Regions from separate parts of the Mus musculus genome. Here all the other regions are linked to region 2. The links are chromatin contacts, called in public HiCAR-type and promoter capture Hi-C maps. All regions are on one chromosome and are shown on one strand. The core of a region is the stretch at or near the end of the contact, and the rest is flanking DNA. Distances in the headings are between cores, read along the strand shown.

Evidence for each region. Promoter capture Hi-C pulls out the DNA fragments that hold promoters and counts their contacts. HiCAR-type assays count read pairs that join an accessible place to other places.
Region 1: a HiCAR-type map of astrocytes shows a contact between it and region 2, with 7 times the contacts expected there. The contact joins the promoter of Wwtr1 here to the promoter of Alg5 in region 2. A contact is called at or near these places in 2 of 115 datasets of contacts at active chromatin or transcription factors (astrocytes and epiblast stem cells).
Region 3: a promoter capture Hi-C map of pre-B cells shows a contact between it and region 2, with 5 times the contacts expected there. The contact joins the promoter of Foxo1 here to the promoter of Alg5 in region 2. A contact is called at or near these places in 2 of 39 promoter capture datasets (liver and pre-B cells).

The regions. Positions count from the first base shown.
Region 1 is chr3:57,573,690-57,578,278 of GRCm38.p6, forward strand. It overlaps Wwtr1 (WW domain containing transcription regulator 1), which reads right to left and starts at 2,187. Exons shown (of 7, transcript NM_133784.3): 1 at 1,912-2,187; 2 at 1,134-1,568. The coding sequence starts at 1,564.
Region 2 is chr3:54,734,286-54,738,904 of GRCm38.p6, forward strand. Alg5 (asparagine-linked glycosylation 5 (dolichyl-phosphate beta-glucosyltransferase)) reads left to right here and starts at 1,254. Exons shown (of 10, transcript NM_025442.3): 1 at 1,254-1,364; 2 at 4,497-4,619. The coding sequence starts at 1,299. It overlaps Exosc8 (exosome component 8), which reads right to left and starts at 1,079. Exons shown (of 11, transcript NM_027148.3): 1 at 723-1,079; 2 at 11-47. The coding sequence starts at 739.
Region 3 is chr3:52,266,653-52,270,788 of GRCm38.p6, forward strand. Foxo1 (forkhead box O1) reads left to right here and starts at 1,685. Exons shown (of 3, transcript NM_019739.3): 1 at 1,685-2,770. The coding sequence starts at 2,150.

The sequences.
Region 1 (4,589 bases), core at 937-3,436, 2.8 Mb after region 2:
GAGGAAGAGCTGGGAACCAGGATGAGTCTCAGATATGCCCACAGCATCCACTGCCATCCGCTCATTCTTAGAGGGTAATCAAAGGACCAAAGATAGTTAATGCCAAGGAGGAGCTTGGCATTACATTTTTTAAAATAGTACGTGCTATCTTACATTTGAGCCTTTCAAAGCAAGGCTACTTCAGCAAAGGAACGGGGCTGTAAGATGAAGTTTAAGACAAGTTCTTAGATGTCTTCCCTTTGGGCAGGCAGCGCAGCCGAGCCGAGCTGAAGTGATTCTACACCAATGGCTCAGCCACAACTTCTTCGGAGGCCTTTTCTAACCTGACCCCTATGACCTCACTGGTTCTGATAACAATTCAAGTGCCAGCCCCGGCTTTCCCTCAAGAACTCCCTCTAGCAATTGAGAATACATTTCTCTGTTCGATCTAATTCAAAAAGCTGGATCTAATGTAAAATTCACAACCTCAAAAAGCTAGGCAGATAGGGCATGAAGGATGACAACGCACACTACTGCCCTGCCGTGACGGTATTTTAGGTTACCAAGTGTAACATAAGACTCCTGACCCAATTTCCACACAATTTGTTGGTCCAGCCCATAACTACTTTACAGTGCGGTTGGTAATTACATTACTGTGCTGTGTGGTCATTACGTCATCAGCTGGGAGAGGTAAAGCCCACCAGGCACTGTGTTCTTTTCCGGTTTGCTTTTCCTGAGTGACTGAAGAACCCAGACCACCTACTCACCTGGCTGTGAGCTAGCTAACTTAAGTGAAGGCGCTAAGGGCCTAAGACCCAGATTTAGGCCAAAGTCGCTCAAAATTCCTTTCCCCAAGTTTAAGTTTTCCAATGGCCTGGATCTCTTAGGGCTTAAGCAGTTTCCACTTCATGAAACGTTCTCTGTTCTAGTCAAGTACAACTCCCAGAGATTCATCCCCTACTTTTTTATCTTAGCAGATCTCTGAAGCACCTTGGAAGAGTCAGTCTCTCAGTCTCTCTCTGTCTCTCTCTCTCTGTCTCTGTCTCTCTTTCACACACACACACACACACACACACACACACACACACACGCCACGAACACACGAGCGTCCAGGGCATCACAACTTTGCCCCTCTTGACTGCCGGCAGACTTACTTAAGGAAGTATCTCTGGCCAGTGGCCGTGAAGGTCATCTCCCACCCGGGGGGCAACGGCAGCTCGTCGGTCACGTCATAGGACTGCTGGCGGAGATGTGCATGCTGCTGTGCAGGGCCTCCAGCGGCTCCCGCACCGGTGCCCAGCTGCAGGGATGCGGGCGACGAGTGCGAGCGGACGTGCTGCGCGCCGCCAGCTAGTCGAGGCCCCGGGTGGCCGCCTGATGAGTCTGTGCTGGATTGGCGCGAGTGCGAGCCGGAATCGGGCTCCTTAAAGAAGGACTCCGGGAGGATCTTTTTCCGCCATGAGCTGGGCTTGGGGTTCATGACAGAGTTGAAGAGGGCTTCGAGGTCGGTGTCCAGGTCCTGCGTGACGTGGATGACTTGCTGCCCTGGCGGCGGGAGCGGATGGGGCACCGAGGACGGATTCATCTTTCTACAAGAAAAAAGAAAGATCAGATCAGCCTTTTGGTGCAAGTCAGAGGAGGAGGGGGTAGTCCCGGGGAAGGACAGAGAGAACCTAGAGACAGTTAGGTATGGGTCCAGGGACCAGCCGGTGGGGGAGGGGGCGCCCCTGGCCTCCGAGATTATGCAACTTTCCCGCAACAGAGAAGCTCCCCTGAGCAGGCAGCCGCGGGAGGAAGGGGGGGGGGGGTGCCTGCACCAGACCCAGTCGCAGCTTCCCCTGCCCAATACCCCCACCGGCAACCCCAGGCGTCCCGACTGCGGTCGTCTAAGAGCCGGACGCCACAGAGGGTGCGGGGCGCGGCGGGAGCTACCTGGGGACTCGGGGAAGCCAAGCCTGGGCGCCTCCCGAACTGACGAGCTGGAACCCGGTCCCGGCTGGCAGATCCCGAGCGGATTCCCAGCAGCCGAAGGCTTATCCTCTTACATCCCCGGAACCGGCCTCGGGCGCTCCCACTGCGCGAGGAGGCGACAGAGAAGACGTAGACGAGCGCAGCCGCCGCGGCTCCCGGACTGTCCCATAAACAAAGTTTGAAGCAAACTCCCACCCTTAGGAAAGAGGCGGGCCGAAAGTGGAGCTGTTGAATTATGCATGACCTCCTGGCCGGAGCCAGCCTGCCCCACGCCCCTCCTCTTCCTCCTCCTCCCACCCTAGCCCGGCTGGCGGGGGTGGGCTGGGCACTTCGCAGCTCGGGAGAGACCGTGCCCCCGCCCCGCCGCGCCGCTCCGACCTCTCCCGCCGAGCGCCTATCTGCATTCCTTTGAGTTTACCACTGACTTGGGGCGGGATCAAAGAGAAAATGGTTCAAGCCTGTTAAATCAAGGGGTTATGGACAAAAACCAAATCGGAGAATAACGGAGGGCCCTCGGTTGAGGGTCCAAGGCCCAGAATGAGTCTGTCCTGAGCGCTTGCCCTCGTCTTAAGGGGAGCGCCCAGCACCCGGAATGTGGCACGGGGCGCGGATCTGCCAGAGGTCGGACCGGGGCGCACCCTGGCTCAGGGAGACACCCGCGAGGCCAGACTTTCCACGGAAGGCTGCTTAACGCTTGTGACCATATTTGGTCTGCTGGGGAGACAACTTGGCTGTTTGGCTTTCAGTTGTCTGCGAGACGGTTTCCCAAAAAGTGCCGCTGTTGCTGAAGATGCGGCTTCACCGAGGAGTCGATTGTAAACTACCAACTTTCAAGCCTTTCATCAATCCTTAGAAGGCCGAGACAAAGCTGCGTTCTAGAAGGCCAAGCAATTGCGCCCCCTTCCCTCCTCCCGCGGCGTTTGCGAGGGTAGTGGGAGGATTGGAATGTCCCTGGGTCGCTCTAGGGAGCCTGGAACTGGAATGGAACAGGGGCAGGTGGCTAGGATAGAGAGGGTGTGCCAGTGACCCGGAAAAAGCCACACAGCCTCCCACCCGACTGGACATGGGCCAGAGGTGGAGACCCCAGCCTTTGGAGAGAGGAGGTCTGGCCTGGTAAGACAGCTGCCGGGAAGAGGGAGGAGGCCTTGCCCTTCCCACTGCCAGCTGCTCAACTATTCCTTCTCTCCAAGAAAGGGTGGCTGCTTTTTAAGTTACATTCCAGAAAGCCCCTACCCGACCCACAGATTCTAATAGACAAGTTTATTAGATAGGTTAAATGAGGCAATACACGCAAAGCACTTTGCTTAGCCAAGGCTGCATGGAAGTTTGTCAGCAGAATTGTATCAAATGCAGGCACTGTGCCTCACCATATTAAAGAGAGACATAAAAGTCAAAATTAAATCCACAGTTGACAGTGCTACAGGAAAATGAAGACAACTGTGACCTAACAGCAAGGTGAAGGGACAAATGCAAGCCACTCCATCATTTTTACTTTAAGACAGAAGAGAGAACAAAACTGTGGCTCAGCTGGAAAAGATCCTTTCAGGCAATTCTGACAACCTGAGTTCGAATCCCACACACTACATGGTAGAAGGAGAGAACCAACTCTAGCCCCCACATGAGCCCCCAACACATTTTTTTTTAATTTTGAGACCATCTTTGATTAGCTGTGTCCTATCCCAGTACCCATACATGAGCTGTGACTCCAGGTCCCTTACAGACTTTTCCCAAAATGGCAAGTGGTCTTATACTAAGGCCTCTTGAACTTTTTCAATCATGACCCCTTTTTGCCTGAAAAACTATCTATCTGACCCTAATCTATATTTGTATAAAATAGGTAAGAATCAAACATTTACTGATAATCATAAATTGATTTTAAAATAATTCATTCCTGGGCATATATAAAATTTTGCCGTTCATTAAAGATAATAAGATATGCTTTGGGCTAGGACTATAGTTCAGTGGCAGAGCACTTGCCTGGGATCATTCCCTAGTAATAATAAGTGCTAAACAAATGTGATGGTTCCCATATACAGAATTAAACCCTGACTCTTTTTTTTTTTCTTTTTTTTTTTTTTTTTTTTTTTTTTTTTTTTGGTTTTTCGAGGCAGGGTTTCTCTGTGTAGCCTTGGCTGTCCTGGAACTCACTTTGTAGACCTGGCTGGCCTCAAACTCAGAGATCCACCTGTCTCTGCCTCCCAAGTGCTGGGATTAAACGTGTGCTCCACCACGCCCGGCTAATCCTGACTCTTTGATACTACAGGACATAGGGTGCCTTCAACATTTTTCACCTTTTTTATTTTATAATTGCTAGTCCTGAGACTGGTGTTGTACAAAATGGCAGAAGTATGTTTAGGGCCATCTCAGAAACTATTGGAAGTTCTGTCCTAGGTCCAAGCCAATATTTCATTTAATGATTTTTTTTTTTTTGTAATGAAAGTCAAGTCAGCAACTCAGTCATTTCCAACATCAAACATCCTAACCAAAATATATGTTAATGTATACATACTGAGGAATGAAGGTAGAAAAATATTGTCTATTTTCCATAATTAAATCATTTTCTGTAAAAGCACAGTGCTGTATGCCCAGTAAGACCACAATTCAAATCTGAGCAGTACTATTTCAGGCAGCTCTCCTTG
Region 2 (4,619 bases), core at 4-2,503:
CTTCACTCACCAGAAATCTCCTGTAATACTCCAGCGGCTCCACAGTTCTGAAACAATGTTTAAAACGTGTCTCAGTCAGTGCGTCCTAAAGCAGAAACCCAGAACTTGAGAGTGTGGTGTCTGAGGCGTGATCTCGACAGGCTCAGGCGTTTGAAACTGTGTGGCCCGTATTTATAAAAGCCACACAGCAGCAACCGGTTTCCAGCGGTGACCTTAACTGTGCCATAGTCAGGAGGAACAGAGGCCCTTGGCACACCCAGAAGAGGGTCAACCTGGGTGTCAGTCACATCACTCGTGCTCTGAAGCAGGGACCTTAGCGTGACTTCGCGCCGTTATAAACCACACTCGCCAGCATCCACAACTTTACCACGGAAGAGTGTATTGTACATACGTTTGGCCTCCTCGCCGACCCGCGGCCACAAGTGACTGCAGGTAGGTACGGTGCACGCACCGCAGACGCGAGTTTGCAGGCTGCACGCGTGGGCGGCTCCGGGTTTAACCAGAGCGCGCCCAACGCTTTCCCAGTCCCTTCCGAGGGCGGCCCTGCGTGGAGAGCGGCGTGGCCCTCGGCTAAGAGGTCCGGGCCGTCCTGGATGCAGTGTCCCTCAGCGCCTCGAGTGGGCAGAGCCCTCCCGCGGCCCCGCGAGTCCTCGGGGGGGCCCCCACCCGCCGCCGCGCGCCACACCCGCACCCGGGCCCTCTTTGCGCGCGCCGCCACTCACTTGAACCCAGCCGCCATTTTTCCGGCCCGCTCTGCGCCTGCGCAGCCCTCCGCGCCTGCGCCCTCCGGTCGCCAGGCGTGCCTCCAGCCCAGGGCACTCGGAGGGATCCTGGGTTAGGGAAGTGCAGCTACCGTGTTCCTGCGCCCGAGGCATTAACGCCAGCTCCGGCCACCCCGAGCGTCCCGCTAGTCGCCAATCTCGCGGGGTCCCACGGGCCCGCGCGCTTGTGCACGAACACACTCCCACACACACGCAGGCGCACGAGATGAAAAGGGGGTGACCCTAAAACCCTCCACGGCGCCGGGCATCCTTAGATGGCTGCTCTGCACGGCGCGAGGGGTGAAGCCAGTGCACAGGTCCAGGGCTTTGACTTGCCGCACTCGGTGACCGGCCTGCAGTCCTCGGCGGAGCCGCGCGGGGGCGCTGCGGGGAGGCCTCGGCTTTCCTGCCGTGGCGGGGCACGGCCAGGCGGGGGCGCTGCGGGCGGCGGGCGAGGGCTAGGCCGGCCTCTCCTGCGGGGCCGGCTGGGGCGGGGCGCGGCGCCGCACCGCGCTTCCGCAAGTGTGGAGCTGCGGGATGGCTACGCTGCTACTGCAGCTGCTGGGGCTCGGCGTGGCGCTGGCGGCTGCCGCGCTCATTCTGGTGAGACCGTGGTGGAGTCCGGTGCTCCGGGTGTCCCTTCCGCGCTTCCCTCGCGTGCTTGGCTCCCTTGGCCTCAGATTCCCTGAAATCCTTTGAACCTTTGTTCCCCTTTGGAACCCTATTTGAGTGCCCAGAGCCTCCGCCCAGCTTTTCGGGGCTCCTGCTTCTGAACCCCCGCCTGTCACCCCTCCACGCCACTCCCCAGTCTTCTTCCTGGGGCTCCCATATGCACTGCAGCTGGAAAGAGCGGCCGATCCATAAGGCTAGGGACGATGGGTCAGCAAAAGATAGGCCCAGACGGCGTTCTATTCATTTTGGCCAGGGGTCTTTTTGTTTTGTTTTGGGTTTTTTTGCTTGAGAATCAGGCACCTTAGCGTTTTCTTTGCCATTCCTGTAGAAACGTGGCAGACCCCTTCTGATTATGTAGAAGAGGACATATTTGCCAACTAAACTCTGCCACATAGTTTGAAAAGGAGCCTGTAACTCATTCAGAAAGCAGATTCTGAAAAGCTTGCCTGTATTGAGACAGGTGGCCAGAAAGGCCTCTGCCACCTAGCCAATGTACATGTGCACATGCACAGTCTTGGAGTGGTGTAGCCAGATGACTGTCGCTGTGTGTCCGGTGAAGCCAGGCGCCCTCTCTCACTAAAATGCCTTCTTTAAAGGCTTGGAACAAATCTGAACTTTGTTGGCCACGTTCCGGGTTGTGGCCACTTTACTTTGAATCCTTTATACAGACTTAGCTGACTGTGTGTGCACGATGAGGCTGTGTGGACTGTACTAGATCCCACTGGCTTGAACGAGTAGAGGTACCCTTTATTTTACTGCAAGCATGTTGCACTTGGTGTGCAGTGCGTTGCATCTTGAAGCCTACTTTCCATCTGCCTGTTGGCATTCTTTCTCTCCGCCCACTTTTTTTTTTTTTTTTTTTTTTTTTTTTTGAGACAGGGTTTCTCTGTATAACTCTGGCTATCCTGGAACTCACTTTGTAGACCAGGCTGGCCTCGAACTCAGAAATCCGCCTGCCTCCCGAGTGCTGGGATTAAAGGCGTGCGCCACCATGCTCGGCCTCCGCCCACTTTTGAAAATAAATTTAAAACAATTCCAAATAACATTTCATCTCTAAATCATCTGCATTTATTTCTATAAGGACTTCCTTCTAAAACTTTACTGTAATAAGTTAATTCCAACCGTCTTTAAAACCTGTTATTTCTGTGTTTCCAAATACCCTGTCAATTTAAATACTCGGAGTTTGCCAGTATGGAGTTTGCCAGTGTGGATTTTTTTTTTGGTTTTGGTTTTGGTTTTTTTTCGAGATAGGGTTTCTCTGTGTAGCCCTGGCTGTCCTGGAACTCACTCTGTAGACCAAGCTGGCCTCGAACTCAGAAATTTGCCTGCCTCTGCCTTCCAAGTGCTGGGATTAAAGGTGCACACCACCACACCTGGCGCCAGTATGGATTTCACAGACGCCTTCCTAAGCATCTTTAACTTGCCCTCCACATTTCTTGTAGGATCTTGAGATTTAATTAAGTTCACGTGTGTCTTTTTGATGGGCTTTGGAGTGTTTTGTTTTGTTTTTTTTTAAATGAAAAGTCCTCAGGTACCCAATCACCAGAAACACTTTCACATATGAAAGCACACATTTTTTAAAAATGATGAGATGTTTCCCCTGACATCTTAAGAGGGTGGCCAGTTTTACTTTTGCGTTATTACAGACGTAAATTTTTCTGTCTTCATTCAGTGTAGTGATTATTCTTTCGATGCTGAAGTTTCTTTTTCACAGGTCTGAGAAATGCCTTCAAGTGACTCACCTACTTGTCCTCAAGTGACCCCCTGTACCTGTTCCCTTTCATGCAGCCCTCGTGGGTACAGATGGAATTTGCTTTCTCTATGATATGCTGTGTTAATAATACACCTTCCCACCCCAGACCTGGATTAATAGTTTTCTTAGGAGAATCGATTGCTCTTTGGAAAACTGAATTCAGAAGTCACAATCTGGACAGTAGAGCACGCCGCCATACTGTGTTTTTATTTTTATTATTTTTAAGTGTGTATGTGTGTATGCGTAAGTTTAGAAGCCAGAGAGACTTTGGGTTCCCTGGAGCTGTACTTTCAAGCAGTCAGTTGAGAGCCGCTACATTGGGTGCAGGGAACTGAACTGGGTCCTCTGCGAGAGCAGCCGGTGCTCTCAACCACTGAGCCCTCGTCTTAATTTCCATTGTGGCTGCTCCCCCGTACACACATGGTGGGGTACTAGAGAGAGTCATCAAAGCAGGATGAGTACAATTGCATACATGGGGAGCTTTGGTTTTAAAGTTCACCACTGAAAACAGTGATATAAATTAAGGGTCATTTCCCAAGCACATGGAAAAGGCACCCAGGTGTTTGTTTCTTAGTATTTATTTTTATTTTCTGTACATGAGTGCTTTGTGGGAATGTGTGTAGGTATGTGCAATGTGTGCATGCCTCAAGTCCCCAGAGGCCAGAACAGGGTGCCAGATCCCTTGGAACTGGGATTATCGATGGTTGTGAGCAGCCGTGTGGGTGCTGGGAACCAAACCTGAGTTCCTTGCAAGAAGAGCCAGAGCTCTTAACTACTGAACCATCTCTCCAGCCCCAGTAGCCGTCAAGTCTTATTTGTTACTCTAGAAGATGCTGTATTCTCAATTCTAACTAAGGATAGGTATCAGAATACATTCTTAAGCATTATGGTCCCTGCTGTGGGCTCCAAGGAACCTTTCCTTCAGAGGCTGAGTCTGTTTGGTCCTTCCCTGTTAGCTAACATACGGATCTGTCCTCTCACATATGTACTCCAGGCAGGAGGTAGTACCGTGTTATCCATTTGTAAGAGTAGACTGACTCTTAGATTTGGCATAGCAGAGGCCCAAGGAAGAAGAGGTGAAAACAAGGCCTCCTGGAGCCTTTAGTGCGTTACCAATGGGGACAAGGACAATCGTCATTTTATAAGAGGATTTTTACAAGTCTGGCTGCCATGAAACCGCAGAATCACCTCCAGGACTGTTAGAACCAAACCCGAGACTACATATCCCCCTCCCCAAATTTTGCAAATAACAATGTTCTAGAACAACAAATATTAGAACAGTGTAAGCTGTTTTTCATGTCTGCCTTTAGGTTTCCATTGTGGCGTTTATAACTGCTACAAAAATGCCACCATGTTACCAACATGAGGAAGAGAAATTCTTCCTCAATGCCAAAGGCCAGAAGGAAGCTCTCCCCAGCATCTGGGACTCGCCT
Region 3 (4,136 bases), core at 435-2,934, 2.5 Mb before region 2:
CTTTAACCAAATGCTCTCATCGCAACAGTCCCTGAGAAACCGAAACAGAAATGAGGCGAAGGCCAAATTCACAGCTGGATTTCATCGCCAAGAATGGTCCTCTAGTGCTCCGCCTATTTGTAGGGTGCGGCTGTCTGACTGTGGGCCCACCTCGGCAGAGTGTGATTACAAAGGAGCACCAGAGGGTTGTTCTTTGTGGTCCTGCTTAGGCTCATCCATTTACTCGAGTCTCCCAGCGGTTGTCAAAGCCAAATTTTGTAGTCAAGGTGAAGAGACAGTTAACCAAACTGTCCTCGGCACCTCTGGTTCAGGATCGCCACTCAAAACTTTTATCAGTAGGCAGCCGTTTCAGAAAAAGGGATTATGAATAGGGGAATAGGGGCCTGGATTAGCGAGACGTTAGAGACAAAGTGGAAGGAGTAAGAAGGCTGGTTTTCTTTTGGAGTCTCATTTTACATAGAAAAACTCCACGTAAGAAAGAAGAGCGAAGTACAACCGCAACAAGACATTTGGAGCTGCGTTTTTGGACATATTTAAAGCCCTAATATGCATCTTCAATTCTAAAGCATCCTAGCCAATAAAAGAAAATGCCACCCATATTTCTTTTTTTTTAAAAAAGAAAGCAAATCAGAGGATCAAGCGAGGGAACATTTTCTTCTATTCTGTAAGGCAAAAAGAACCACTGTCTTTCTACCTTTGGCTCCGCCGGACGTGTGTTAGATACGCGGGTCTGGGAGCTCACTCTGTGAGTTTAAAGAACTGAGGGGCGGAGCTGTGCCCCAACACTTGGGGCTTATCTCCTTTTGCGACTTCAACACCTCATCGCTTCCATGCTAAATAAAAAAGAAATAAGCAAGCAGTTAAACTTAATTAGGGGTAATAAAGTGACAAAGTTGTCTCTAAGCGCTCCTCTGACTCTTTAGCCACCACACCGGTCCTCAGGAAAAAGTGAGATTCCCGTGGCAGAAAAGCGGTTCCCATAGAAGACGTCGGATCTGAGGCGCTACTGGAGCTAGGTGCTTGTGCAACAGTGTTCTCCCCGCGCCGCACCTCTCTGGGGTTCAGGATGAGTGGAGGCTGGGGGCTGGACCGAGCCGCAGAGGCTCGTCTTGCAGGTGTGCACAGGTAGGGTGGGAAGCGGTTACTCCGGAGCCGCAGAGCGACGGGTCTTCACCGAAGGATCTGCGCGCCTGGGGCGGCCAGGGCAGATGCCAGCTTAAGAAAACATTCCTCCAAAACAAACCCCACCGACTTCCCGAGAGCTGCGCGAAGACGCGTGGGCGGAGCGGGCTTGAGTGGAATCCACGAGGCGCCCCACCGCCCACGTCGCGTCCGGGAGCGCGCAGCGGCCCCGCGCCATCCCGGGAGTCAGGGTCTGGGCTCTGCCTGGAGTACTCGATTGCACTCTGTAGTAAACAAAAGTATGGTAGCCGCCTCCACGCCGGTTTGCCTCCTAGCAATCCGATCGCTGAGACGCCAGAGACTCAGAAACACTTGAGAATTACAGAAAATAATAACGGAGATTGGAAAAAAAAAAAAAAGTGTGTGAGAAAGAAAAATACCCCACCGCCCCCCACCAACCTACTGCCGCCTCCCGAGGGAAGGCAGCGCCCGCCCAGGCCCGCGTTCATTGGCTGCTTCGGCGGAGACTTCGCGCGTCCATTGGCCGCGCAGCCTGTCAGTCAGGGGCGGGGCGGCGCGCGCGCCGCCGCGGGCGGGGAGCCCGCTGCAGATCCCGTAAGACGGGAGTCTGCGGAGTCGCTTCAGTCCCCGCCGCCGCCACATTCAACAGGCAGCAGCGCCGCTGTCGCGCGGCCGCGGAGAGCTAGAGCGGCCCGCAGCGTCCGCCCGTCTGCCTTGGCGTCCGCGGCCCTTGTCAGCGGGAGCGCGGTGCCCGAGCTGCCGGGCTCCGCGGCCTGGTCGGTGCCCCGTCCTAGGCACGAACTCGGAGGCTCCTTAGACACCGGTGACCCAGCGAAGTTAAGTTCTGGGCGCGTCCGTCCGCTGCGCCCCGCCGCGCCTGACTCCGGCGTGCGTCCGCCGTCCGCGGCCCCCCAATCTCGGAGCGACACTCGGGTCGCCCGCTCCGCGCCCCCGGTGGCCGCGTCTCCCGGTACTTCTCTGCTGGTGGGGGAGGGGCGGGGGCACCATGGCCGAAGCGCCCCAGGTGGTGGAGACCGACCCGGACTTCGAGCCGCTGCCCCGGCAGCGCTCCTGTACCTGGCCGCTGCCCAGGCCGGAGTTTAACCAGTCCAACTCGACCACCTCCAGTCCGGCGCCGTCGGGCGGCGCGGCCGCCAACCCCGACGCCGCGGCGAGCCTGGCCTCGGCGTCCGCTGTCAGCACCGACTTTATGAGCAACCTGAGCCTGCTGGAGGAGAGTGAGGACTTCGCGCGGGCGCCAGGCTGCGTGGCCGTGGCGGCGGCGGCTGCGGCCAGCAGGGGCCTGTGCGGGGACTTCCAGGGCCCCGAGGCGGGCTGCGTGCACCCAGCGCCGCCACAGCCCCCACCGACCGGGCCGCTGTCGCAGCCCCCACCCGTGCCTCCCTCCGCTGCCGCCGCCGCGGGGCCACTCGCGGGACAGCCGCGCAAGACCAGCTCGTCGCGCCGCAACGCGTGGGGCAACCTGTCGTACGCCGACCTCATCACCAAGGCCATCGAGAGCTCAGCCGAGAAGAGGCTCACCCTGTCGCAGATCTACGAGTGGATGGTGAAGAGCGTGCCCTACTTCAAGGATAAGGGCGACAGCAACAGCTCGGCGGGCTGGAAGGTGAACGGCCTCTGGGCGGCCCTGGGGGGTGGGGTGGGGATGTGTTGGGGCCGGCGGAGGGTCGGCAGTGTGGGTGTTCGGGGCCCGGAAATGATGGGCGCACGGAGAGAGCGGGGCGAGAAATGGCAGGTGTGGCGGGGGCTTCCCGGAGACCCAGAGCCAAATTTGGACCAGGTGCAGGCGAGGGACTTCTAGAGAGACCCGGGCAGGGCTCGTTTGGGAACTTAAGTGAAATGGCAGAGCAGGCGTGAAAGTTAGCTTAGTTGTTGGAGCGAGGGGTTCGCTTCCAAGGTCCCTCTCCATTTGACACTCCAGACCTCCTGCGAGGGGGTCGGGCGACTCCTCCACCCACACGCGCACCCACTCTCCCGACCCTCGGCCGCCAAGGTTTCCCCGGGACCCGACCGCGGAGGTGCGGGGCGCACTGGAGACATCCCCCACCCCCACGCGCGCGCACGCAGGCGCGGGGCTCCCGCAGCTTTTGGGATAGCCAAACGCGCAGCTGGCTGAGCCGTGTGCGGGCCAGCGGTTGCAGAAAGTTGCGGAGGCCGGGGCAAATTTGGTTTTAACCAAAGTGGCCTGGGCACTGAGCAGGTGGTCGAGCGTTCCCACTCACTGGGTACGGTTTCGGACGCGCGCAAGTGGGTGGCCAAGGCTTTTAGGCTCTGGGCAATCTAAAGTTCAAGTGTGACCCTTGGCCGGGGCGGGAGCAGGCGAGGAGGGAGGGACCGGGTGTACAGGAAGCTAGAACCTTTAAAGGGCCAGTGCCTCCAGGCTGGGAGGCCACACTTTTTGCACTCAGAGAAAGGCTTCCACAGTTGGGCTGGCTTGGGGAGGTATGCATTTAATTGAAAGCCGAGAGGCTGCTGTGTGTGACCAGATTATGCGTGAGTGTTGGGGAGTGATTTACCGTAAAGCATGCAGCTACCCACGACCGGGCAAGTCTGGGAGCCCTGAAGTGAGTATTTGGTGGAAGTCTTAAGTGCTCACTTGGGGAATTACGGAAGACCTTTTTGCCTCGAAGGAGGATTGGAGACTTATAAATTAGGTGTTTAAGGCCTTTGTTTACCTTTCCGGTGGGAGGGAGAGGACAGGTGACTCAGTGTGGACTGTGGCATCCCTACCAGTGGAGGTTGGGGTGGTATAAGGGCTGGGGCCTTTGGGGAGGAGAGAATCTTACCTAGAAGTCCCTCTCGAGGTGTGGCCACCTGTGGCTGACAGTTTCTCAGAATCACAGGTGGGACATATGTCTTAAGAATATCCAGTTTTTTCCCCCTCCTGGCCTTGGCTGTGCAGCAGAGCAGAGATTAGCCTTCACGGCATGATTGTAATAGCAAGGTGGTTTCACATACTCTGTCATCCCTGT